2 separate regions of the Macaca mulatta genome follow, and region 1 is linked to region 2. A link is a contact called in public Hi-C data. All regions are on one chromosome and are shown on one strand. Each heading gives the region's core, a stretch centred on a gene start, on an enhancer-like site or on the middle of the called end of the contact. The rest is flanking DNA. Distances are from core to core; before and after follow the strand shown.

Region 1 (5,508 bases), core at 1,205-3,704, 160 kb after region 2:
GCCACACCGTGTGTGTGTGTGTGTGTGTGTGTGTGTGTGTGTGTGTGTGTGTGTGTGTGTGTGTTCTCTGTTGGGGCCGCGTTCCTGTCTTCTCGGCAGAGCAGAGGAGCCGGGGCCGAGGCGGCATGGCCTGTGCAGAGCCGTTCACCATCTGGGCCTTTGTGGGAAGCTTTCTGTCTGGGCTCCAGTTGCGTCTTCATGTAAACACAAAGTAAACACATGTACACAATAAATATCAACAACGGATTTTCTGGCTAGGGTCTCGCAGACTAACAGATTTCAGTGGAGCTGGGTGTAAGCACATCTCTGTATTTATTCCCAATTATTTTTATCATTTTTAATGGAACTCTTAACAGCTCACACTCCTTTGGCATCCTCTACCACAACTGTTTAATTTGTTGTGTGTGTGTGTGTGTGTCTTTTGAGCAAAGGCAGAAATCCCTTGTTTTGATTTCCTTTTCTCATCGCAGCAGTTGTAGTGCTCTGGCTTTATATGCATTGGGAACCTAAAAAGCAACTGGGTCTCAACACCAACTCATGGCCTTTTTTTAAGTTTGTGTATGACATTATACACATATGTATAAATATATGTGTATTTTTGCTTCAGTGGAAATAAAATGTGCGTCACAGACTGTATGTTCAATGTTTTCTTTAGCTGCCCACAGTTACGGGATTGTGCAGAAACGCTTAGCTATCTTTGTTGCTTGTGTGCTGACTAATGAAATAATTGATTTTTCCTCTTTTGCATTTTTAGAATCAGAAGATTGTTTTTTCAAGTAAGCTTATACTACAATTCAATGATTGATGGTTGAGATCTGTGCTCGTATTTTCATTTTCAAAGATTAATATATGCTTTTTGAAGGAAACAGTGTATTTAATGAAACAAACTGAAATAGCTCCCCTTTTATATTTAAGCAAAATGGATAGAAAATCAGTAACTTGCTTTTGAATAGTACCTGGCAGTTTATGTGGTTTAAAAGTATTTTGCAGTTCAGTGTAGAAATAAATGCTACTGTTTGTGACACTGCACACTTTTAGCTGAAACGTGGAGTATACTTTTACTCTGTACATTTTCATCTGGACTGAATTTTAAAGCTACCTTATTTTTTTATAATAAATTCCAGAGTTTTCCAAAATTCTCGTATTTCTTTTAAAATGACACGTGTACAATTCCATTCTTCTTTGACAATATGTCCACATTTATAAATATTTTCTAAATATTTCACATATTTCCACCATGGAAATGTTTGGAAATGTGTGAAATATTTAGAAAAAATGTGTATGTTTGATCCTCAACCATGTGAAATTTGCTTTTACCTTTTGGAGAAATCACACTTGGAAGTGACGTCATGTGTCATGATAATTACACGTGAATGTTGGCTGTTCCATTACCTTCTGACCCACACAGGTTGTCTCTTGGGATAGCACAGGTAGAGGAGGGTGCTGTGGAGGCCGGAGCCCTCCAGCCCTGACCCCACACGGGCTCCTATGGAGGCCGGAGCCCTCCAGCCCTGACCCCACACGGGCTCCTGTGGAGACCAGACCTCTCCCAGCCCTGACCCCACACGGGCTCCTATAGAGACCAGACCTCTCCCAGCCCTGACCCCACACGGGCTCCTGTGGAGACCAGACCTCTCCCAGCCCTGACCCCACACGGGCTCCTCTGGAGGCCAGAGCTGGGCCATGGGCTGCAGGCTGCTGATGGGAGCAAGCTGTCATGCAGGAGTGGCTGTCTGTCCATTGTTGGTCTGTGGAGAAGGTTCTAGATCCAAAGCCCCTGGAGTCTAGAATCTCACTAATTAAATGTGGTCCCCAGCAGCGTCAGCATCTGCTGGGAGCTGGTTGGACATGCAGCCTCTTGGGCCTGCCCGGACCTGCTGAACCGAATCTGCAGTCACCACATACCATGGAATTCACAGGCACCTTCATCTCAGGAAACTCTGGTCTGGATCATCGGTTTCCCAGACGGCCGTGCATCCGAATCACCTTTGGAGCTGATGAGACTCTGCCAAGTCCCGCACCAGCCCCAACAGATAGTGATTCAGTTGGTCTGGAGTGATTCTGCCGCCCAGCCGGGCGTGGGACCCCTGCTCTGAAGTGGTCGTCCCTGTTGGCTGAGGGGCGACTGAGAAGGCCAGGCCCCTGCTGGGTGTGTCTGGAAGTCTGCAGCAGCTTCCGCGACACAGTCCAGCTGCTGGGAGCCTCACCTCTAGGACTCCATCCCCGAGTGGACGTCTCGTCCCCAAAGAGCGCCTGGGCCCTGGACCTGTGTGGAGGTGCCGGCTGCAGCCCCATGACGGGGATGGAGATTTGCTGGCGTCTAGCCACCCAGCCTCCACTCCCTTCCCTTCCCGTTCCCATGGAAACAGATTGCGGGAACACTGGGCATGGTGCTATCTTTACCCGGTTTTTGGCGATCTGAGGTCTGTTTCCATGGGAACTGGAGGGAAGGGGACGGCAGTGGAGCAGCTAGACTGCTTCTAGATTTCGATGGCAGCCTCTGTGCTCACTGTAAAACCTGCTTTGCCCAAGTTTACCTCTAGGTCAGGGGTCTGTGCAGCTCTGAATGCAGCCAGGACTTATCTGGAGGAGAGGCCGGTGGAAAAGGAGGAGAAAAGGAGGTCTGAAAATATCCTTGAAAAAGCCCGTCATTCCCTTTTCCTCCAGGAAGCCATTTTTAGGTGTTGGTACAAGTTATTTAAATGCCATCTTTAGTTATTATTTCTTGTATGGTTTTATTGAACATAATAACATGTTTTTATTCAAAGGAAGTGAGGAGATGAGTCATTTCGATAGGAGTGATCTCTCCGACGTGGGGAATCCCTGTGGCTCGGCGGTGCGAGTGAGTCACAGCTGGCTCTGTGTGCTGGGCTGGAAATGAGGGCCTGGTGGGTCAGGGCAGGGCAGAAGCCGAGTGAGATGGGGAGGCTTGGGGTGGTGATGAGGACAAAGTAAAGTGATGCTGACCTATGTAAGTATGTGAAGATGAAAATGCTAAATTCTCATTTAAGCAGGCCCTGGTCTGAGTGAACTCTCTGGGTGTTCATTTATGGAGTGGAGTTTGTTGGGGCAGTCATGGTGCTCTGCTTTTCCCTCCCCTACTTTTGTACAGTCAGGGAACAGCACCCTCTTCCTCCCTCCCAGAGAGCCTGCACCTGGCAGGAGGCCTTCTCCTCGTCTCCTCCCTCCGGCTGGCGCCTTGCTCTTCAACGCTGGTCTTGTCCACCGGCATGTGTGTTTCCTGATTTCAAATGTGTTTGTTAATTATTTAGTTTTTCAGTAAAAATGGAGCGTAGTTTTGGTGACTGCATGGGGTATTGGGGATACTTGGGGAACACCGGCCCAGATTATCTTGGTGAAAGTGGCCGCAGCTTACTTTCCCTGGAGGAGTGAAATCAAGTGCCCCAGTTCTTGCTGTTTGAGGGAACTGTGTTCACTTCATCAGACTCTGGGAGGGAGGCTGGGCACGCGGTTGCTGTCCGTCGTGGGAGAGCTGCCCCTCCCTGCCTGTCCTCCCGGGCCCTGCGGGCACTGGCTTCTGTCTGAAGAAACGTGCTCAGGTCTCCATGCAGAGTAGGGGTTGGAATAAATCGATTCCTGCTAGTCAGCTCCAGTGGGGAAGGGAATAAATAAGGGCCAGATTCTGAGCGGGAAAAAGAAAAATCTAAAGAAGACGCAACTTTCCGTGCAGAGGACGTCGGCGGTCGGGCTGGCGTGGCCGGTGGTCGCTCAGGCGGTCGAGCTGGCGTGACCGATGGTCGCTTGCATCACGAGAGGCCTCTCAGAGCCCGTGCATCCCCAAGAACGGCGGCGTCCGCGGCCAGGCGTGGCAGTTCCATTCCCTCTTGCCGGTGGCGTCCTGTGGTTTTCTTCGGTGGATCCCAGGAATTCTCTCGCCTGGATCTGACGGTGGACGTGTCAGACGGACGGATCCTTTCAGCGTTGGGTGTCCTCAGGAGCTGCTTCTGCGGGTGAGGGCACGGCTCAGGGTGACACGGCTCCTGCAGCTGCCGATCCACGCCTCTGAAACTCCACAAACTCAGCACACGCTCGGCCTCCGGTGCCGTGGGAGGCGGCGCGGCCACACGCGGTTCCAGAGGGGCCCGTTCTGTCTTCAGGAGGGCACGAGTCCTCACCGCTGCCTGGGCTGCCTGGCGGGACGCACGGTACCCGTCTGGGGTGCGTTCCCCATGAATAACCCTCGCTTGCTTTTCCTGTGTGAGAGCACACGCACGGGCCTGTGTTACCAAGGCAGTGGAAATTGGTCTAATGAACTCTTCATACTTGGCCGGAGGCCTCCAGAACACAGCGGTGGGGTTTGTGGCCCCATTAGTTAGAGACCAGGCAGCCTTCCCCTGGGTTCTCTGCCCTCTGTGACAGCTGCTCCTGGGGACAGATACTTTCACATCCTGCCTCGCAGGAAGTCGGGACGCGCTCTCGGTGCTCCCTGCAGGTGCATGGAGTCGGGACTGCCCGTCGAAGGCTTGGTGCGCGGGCCCCGCAGGTGGCGTTCGATGTTGGGCAAACACACCCAGGAGCTCCTCCGTCACACTCTTGGACCTGCCAGCGGCCGGTGACATCGGCGCCAGGGCCAACCTCAGACAGCACCGTTTTGCGTTCTGTCCTTCAGACACCTGCTGAAATACGCACCTCCTTGGATTTCTGTGGTCAGACAAAGTTGTTTCACCAACATGAACGGACTAGGCCGCGCCACTTCTGTTTCCATAACTCGGTCGGCCTCAGTGATGGCTTTGCTGCTTGAAATGCACGTCATTCTTGGAAAGGCTGGTCTAGAGGTTACCTTTTAGCTCTTAGATCTAGAGTGCCTGTGTTCTCCCAGGTGGTGTTGCAACCCATGACTTTCCTAGGGTGGCACACGATTAATTGCAAATTATTTCTTCTTCCGGCTCCCTTAAGTGGGAGAAAGAGCAGGGTGGTTGAACCGAAGTTTAAGTGGTAATTGGATATCAGATGGGCCTGTATCTGCTTCTCCTCTGCAGGCAATAGAATCCTCTTCCTCTCGCCAGAGGAAAGTGGAACTCCCCTACCTTTTGTCATAATGGACACACTCAGGCAGTGAGGAGTCGTAGTTCCGTCGGAACACAAACGCTGGCCAGTCCCAAGAGCTGCTCGAGTATGACCCACCATTGAGCCTCCATTAAGTTGCGTGGAGCAATGGGCAGAGCGTCGCAGGCCCGTCCCAGACAACACAGATGCTCCCCCGAAAGTATCTGGGAAAAGGTTTACTGGAGCATTTCTGTCCACCACCGCTCACCTTCAACTGGATACTGAGTTGTGAAAAGTTATATAAAGCGGACAGTTTTTCTTTGTCCTCAAGGAATATATATTCCTCAGATAATGAATGTGAGCAAATGAGGCAGAAGTGCTTCATGAAAGCTCAGCTGTTCCCTGTGTGTGTGATTTAAGAGGCACTTGTGGAGCTGGTTTGGAGCTTGGCGAACAAGGCGTGCCTAGGAGGCTTTGTGAATGCAGGTGACCGAAATGCCT
Region 2 (5,881 bases), core at 2,953-5,452:
AGAGGCGAACTAATTTTGGTCGACTATAATAAAATTGGGTTAAAATGCCCATATGCTCCGGCTGTAACCAATCCCCCATCAAACATGGTAGGGTTGGCTGGGGGCAATGCGTGTACTTCCGAACAAAATGGCATCGTGTCTGCACTCAGGTGGAGGTCAAGTCTCAAATGGTCTTCACAGATGTAGGTCCTTCCAGGAGAAAGGGTCACAGCGCGAAGATTCCATCTCACCTTCTGGGTAGGAGCCATTTCCTTTAAAAGAGGGCGGGATATTAAGAGGGCGACCAGGTGGGGTCCGGAGGCGCCTCAAGCTCCGCAAGACTCCCCGAGCACTGACCCGTCCCACTAAGTGTCCTGCAGCCCGACTGCGCATCTCTAGGCGGCTGCCCGAGGTCCCGCGCCCGTGGTGCACACGCAGTCCGCGAGGTACTCTGTGCTCCAACGCGCCCTCAGCCTCCCGAGACCGCCCCCGGCCTGCGGGCGGCGAGCCGGCTCCTCCGGGCACCCCTGCCGCGGACTCCGCGCTCGACCTGGAGTTCCCCGTGCGGCCGGCGGTGGGCGCGCGCCACGCGGGCCCGAGCCCTGGGCGGGAGTGCAGCCCGGGGTCCCGCGGCCTCCGCGCCGCGCACCTCTCCCACCGCCCACCCCCGGCCTCCGGGCCCGCCCCCAGCAGGGGTCGGCGTGGCTCGTGCGCCGGGGACCCCCGAGCCCCCGCCCGGCGGCCCGGGCCCCCGCGGCCTGGCCGTGCGCCGGGTCCCCGCGGCGGAGTGGGAAGGAGGAGGAGAGACTGGAGGAGTTGGAGACAGACACAGCCGCGGCGCGCAGTCACGGCTGGAGACAGACGGCGGCGGCGGGAGGCGGGACACTCCCCCCTCCGGCGACTGGAGGCGGGACACCTCCCCGGCGGCCGCGGCGCCGCGTCCCCTCTCTCCCCGCGCTGAGGCTGCGGACCGGGCCCGGCGGGACTAGCAGGCGAGTGCGTTGGCCCTGCCCGCTCCTCGCGCCGCCGCGGCCGGCCGGGGATCCCCTGCAAGCCGCGGAGGAGCCGCCGCCTCCGCCTCCGCCGCCGCCAGACAGGCTGCGGGTGCCTGGGAAAGTGGAAGCGGGGCGGGGAGCGCGGGGGAGGCCCGGGGGTGAGGTCCTCAGCTCTTAAAGAACCCCGGCGCGCCGCGCTCCCCGCCGGCCCGCCGCGCGCCCCCTGCCGCGCCCCGCACCGCGCCCCTCCCCTGGCCGGCAGGGCCGGTGGCCGCGGAGCCGCACTGCGGGCAGTCCCCGCCTCCGCTCCCGGGGGCGGCCCAGGTGAGTGCGGACCCGAGGTGGCCGCCGTGGTCGCGGGTTCTGGCCCAAGTTCACCGCGGCGCTCCGGAGGGAGGGGCGGCCGAGGGGGGCGGGGGACTCGGGGACCGGACGCTTTGGGAACTGGACGTCCGCGAGCCTGCGCCGTCGGCGGGGGCCGGAGGGAGCAGCCGGGCGCCGGGCGCGCGAGGTCTGTGAGGCTGCGTCCGGGTGGGCTTGTCCGTGGGCACGGCGGGGGTCCGGCGCTGGCCCGCGGGCGGGGTTGCGCCAGTGGAGGGACTTCGCCGACCCCCACCCCGTTTTCTGTTTCCCGGTGCCCTGGGGCGCGGGTGTCCCGGGGTTGCAAGATTGAATTCTGCACCGCCCGGAGGCTGGGATGGGCGCGCGGGTGGCAGCCCCAACCGTCTCGGAGCCCCTAGGCCTCGGCGCGCCGCGGCGGGCGGGGACTGGAGGTCAGCGGGAAGCGGGAAGAGCCTGCAGGATCTGGCCGGGGAGTTTGCGGGAAGGAGGGGGGCGGGCCAAGCCCCGCAGCCCCGCAGCCCCGCAGCCCCGCAGCCACTCAGTCCCTCAGTTCCGCATCCTGCACCGCGCGCTCCCCGCCCCCCGACCCCTCGGGCCGGCTTCACCCGGCGTCCTCCCGGGTCCCCCCGGGTCTCCGGCGCGCGCGTTGACGTCGGTCGCGGGACCGCCCGGAGCTCCCGGCATTGGCTGGGAAGTCGATTGTCTCGGGCGGCTGCTGTTGCACTCAGGCTGGGTCTCAGAGCCGCGGAGGAAGCAGGCGTGCGTTGAATTTCTTTCTGCCCCTCACCGTGGAATAAACAGGAAGCGACGAGCACCCAGCCCGGCCCGGCGCTTGCCTTTGTGCCGGGGTCTGCGCTGCGCAGCCTGCAGGAGGCTTCCTGGGACCCCTGCCCGGTGCGCCGCCCGGTGGGCCTGGGGGCGCGCCCTGTGAGTACGCGGTGGAAGACAGTGGGCTCGGCGTGGGTTAAATCGCTGTCGTGGCGGAGAGGGCATTTGCTTGTTTTTAAACTTTTTTTTTTTAATTGGAAAAGGAGGGGTTTTCCCGATGAGGCAGAGGTTTTCAGGACGACAGGGACGCGTGGTGGGTGGGCGGCCCCGGCAGAAGGCGCATCCGAGGGCACCATGTTCTTGGGTCACCTACCTGGAGGGACACCTCGTCGCCAGTCAGGGCAGCGAGAAGCTCTTTAAAGCAAGCGGGGCTCCTTAGCTCTGCCCAGGCGCAGGAATGATTGCTGTGTGCCCCTAGCCACGTGAACTAGTGTGATTTTTATTTTCCCCCCGAAATTTTTTAATTAGCTAGAATTGCATAATTTTGATTTACTTCTTTTCTTTTCCTCTGTCCTGGTCTATTCCCTTCTCTTTTTCTCTTTTCTAATTATTTTGGCATCTTCTCATCCTTGGACCAGCGCTGCTTTCTAAATGTTAATTATCCTTGCAATACATATTTATTGAGGGCCTACTATGTGTTAGGCGTTGTGGGATGTGAGGTAAGAGTAGCTGTGCAGAACGTGGGTTCTGAGCGCTTGTATTAGTAAGTTATTTGCAGTAGAGGTGGATAGAGACGGTGAGCAGCACTGACTCTCAAAAATAGGGTCCTGTGGCTGGTATAGGGTTGGTGCCTTCTCGAAGGGCTAGTGCTGGGAAGCTTCCCTTTAAAAACGGTCCTTTCTGCCGGTTTGGCTAGCCAAGAATGGCATTCTCGTCTCTGTATCTGCCCTGGAGCTTCAGGACTGAGTATTGAATGACAGAAGGTTCTGCAAAGTATGCACAGGGAGACTGCCAGTGCATCAAGTCATGTCTGAATTCTGTATATGAGTATTGTCTTTTTGAGTCTTTAACTCGAGTGTATTGTCAGCTGTAACTCTGCCTTTGTACTCTGCACAGTTCTTCTGGAATACAGTCTTTGTGTTCAGTCAAAGATCGTAGTGTCAAATCTGAGTCATTACATAGACAAATGAGGACATCTGAGTATTACCCATGTATATTTATTGAATTACACTTGGTTTCCCATCAACCCTTGAAATGTTATTTGATGGACCTTTCTAAGCAGTGCTTTTGAAAACAGGGGGCTAACTTCCTTATGATCTTTGAAAGCTTAATTCTTCTTAAGAGCTTCATTTTGCTATTGACGTTGAACACACTGTTAGGAATTAGGGCTGGGAATGTAAATGCCAGTAAGGGATTTGCTGTAATGGAATTGTAGCTACCTTCCTCCCTTGTTTTAAAAGACCTCCCTAATTTCTTAACGTTCTGCTGTTACCCTTGGAAGGGCTTGCCACTGTTGGCCATGGTCCTGGTTCGTGTAGGTTTGTATTTACATTGGAGAAGACTTCCCGGCAGGTTTTTAGGACTGCCTCTTGAATCCTCTCGTGGGCTTGGATTGCAAGACCACAGCCCTGCAGTGGAACACAGCCAGTGCCAGCTGCTTATTAAGGGATTTTGTGCCAATTTGTTGGCACATTATTTGAGACTCCTCCACCCCACCCCACTCCCACTGGAGTATATACATACATAGACAATATTTATTTTCCCCCAACTGCTGACAGTGTTCTAAGAATAGTTTTCTTTCCTGGCATGCGGAGAGCAAGGGCCCGTCTGCAGAGGTGTTTACAGTTTGGGACTGTGCTGTAGTCTTGGTTGACTTAGCAGCCTGGCAGATCAGCCTCACAGCTCCTGGGACGCTCTCTGGTTTTCCTCTGGGCTGCTGCAGGGTAACGTCCCTGTCTGATAGGGAAACAAGGTCAGAGGAGAGTCAGTTTTGCTCTTTGTGGATAGTTTCTGGCAGGCGGTCCAGCAGAGACAGACCCCTGAGCTGCTGACCTCTTTGCATGTAGCCGGCATCAAGTCTCCTTGTGGTGGTGTGTGGGAGGCGACTGCTGTACGTCATCACGCAAAACCAAAGCCACCTCAGGGCTCCGGGCAGGATCCTTGCAATTGTAGACTGCTCCGATCTTTCTGGTAGTCCTTGCCATGTTTCTTCTCATTTTTCTTTGGAATCTGGGCTTATGCAATCTCTGTGATGTGTCCTTCTTTCTCTGTAAGAGTTAATAGAGAAGGGAAAATAAGTTATCACTCAAGAAGTGATAAAACAGTGTAGAAGAAGAGCATACCATTTTAACCTGGAAACATTTTTGGAAATATTTAACGGAATGTGTAGGGGCACATGGAGATTAAATGTGAATAGCGGCAAAATTGCTGTGTAGTCCAAAGTTATTCTTTCCTTTCTTCCTTCCTCTCTGTCTCCTTCTGTATCTCCCTCTGTGTCTTCCTTTTTTTAGGTCTCAGAAAAAATCTCCTGGAAGCCATTATATTCTGATGTCAAAGGGACGTTCTGCCTACGTGAACTGTGTTAGTCTGGAGTTACATCTTGACCTATATTATGGGTGTGCATGGGAGGTGAATCTTAAGTTTCAAAATAGAAATGCAAAGGTTCTGCCTACTATTTGAAAATTTAGGCCACAAGACCTGCCACTTTTTAGGGAGATTTTTTTGGGGGCATTGTTTGCTTCGTTGTTAGGCAAGGAAAGGACTGAAGCTAGTACCTGTACTATTAATTACTCTGAAAATATTGGCTTTGAATTTCCAGGTAATGTCGTTTTTTTTCCATCACAGGAGGAATTGAAATTGATGTCTGTGTTGTCACATATCCGTGTGATTTAAGAATGGATTGCTTTTCTTTGAGTTCCCACTAAAAATGGTACTTTGGCCTTTTAAGCTGTTTTTGTGAAGACTTTTCTTTCCACCAAGCTTGTTTTCCAGATAGGTCTTGGAGATTACAAAGAACATAGATATAATTTCTCCCTTGATTGGCAGCTGCGAGCTTTCCCGGACAAAAATAATGCCGCACTGTGCCAAATGGTTGACTTTTCTAGAATAAAAACTCTAAAGGGTATGCAAAAAGTCCTCTGGTTAATATATTGGCATTCCCAGAACCCACTAACACTCCGGCAGCCTGCCAGACTCCACTTAACGAGGACACAGAGTGTCTGGCTCAATCCCCATGAGCAGACGGGGGTGGGGTCTGCATGTCCACACCCTTTATTAATTTTTAATGACTGTACTTTTGTTTTCCAGATTTTCCTCTGTACCCCTTTCTCAACCGTCTCCTACAACGTCACTCCCCCCATCCATTTATTTACTCATTTACTTGGCATCGGAAAAATGTCGAGCGGTTCAGGGTTAAGAGTCCTGCTGAGGGATCATTTCTGTTTGCATGGGTTCTTTTGTTGTTGCCTTTTTTTCTTTTTCTTCCTTTTTTTTTTTTTTTTTTTGGAAGAGGAAGAGAGAAAAGGAACAGAAAAGATGACAACTTTTTTTTTTTTTTTTTTTTTTTTTAAAGGATGCTTTATTGTCTGCTGGAAAAAGAGAAGCATTTACGAAACTTTAAGTTTGTCAGACAGTTTATGTGACAGTGCAAGTTGGTGCTTGCCAAGCTCCAGACAGATTGTTAATGTTACATGACAGGGATAAATAAATTACCGCTGTCTGCAACACGCTTGCACTGCAAACGCACTCTGCAGCCGGCGGCCGGCTGGGCGCCGCTCATGGGCCTGGTGTGCAGGCAG

What was found. Hi-C and Micro-C count contacts between places; a contact is called where the count stands out from the background.
Region 1: a Hi-C map of fetal cortical plate shows a contact between it and region 2, with 1.6 times the contacts expected there. The contact joins the enhancer-like site here to the promoter of LOC114673863 in region 2. A contact is called at or near these places in 2 of 14 Hi-C or Micro-C datasets (fetal cortical plate and liver).

What each region holds. Positions count from the first base shown.
Region 1 is chr18:84,040,162-84,045,669 of T2T-MMU8v2.0, forward strand. All of the region lies in intron 2 of LDLRAD4 (low density lipoprotein receptor class A domain containing 4), which reads left to right. Among named protein-coding and RNA genes, the nearest start is that of LDLRAD4, 170 kb to the left of the region's middle. Within about 2 kb of position 2,455, at least 15 of the 40 cell types and tissues checked have an H3K27ac peak or open chromatin away from gene starts, as enhancers often do. A contact at or near this core is called in fetal cortical plate, where this site is marked.
Region 2 is chr18:83,874,770-83,880,650 of T2T-MMU8v2.0, forward strand. LOC114673863 reads right to left here and starts at 4,203. Exons shown (of 6, transcript XM_077975103.1): 1 at 4,137-4,203; 2 at 3,985-4,040; 3 at 3,577-3,712; 4 at 1,698-2,241; 5 at 337-1,540; 6 at 1-251. The coding sequence starts at 4,203. The coding sequence ends at 24. It overlaps LDLRAD4 (low density lipoprotein receptor class A domain containing 4), which reads left to right and starts at 2,138. Exons shown (of 6, transcript NM_001266659.1): 1 at 2,138-2,243.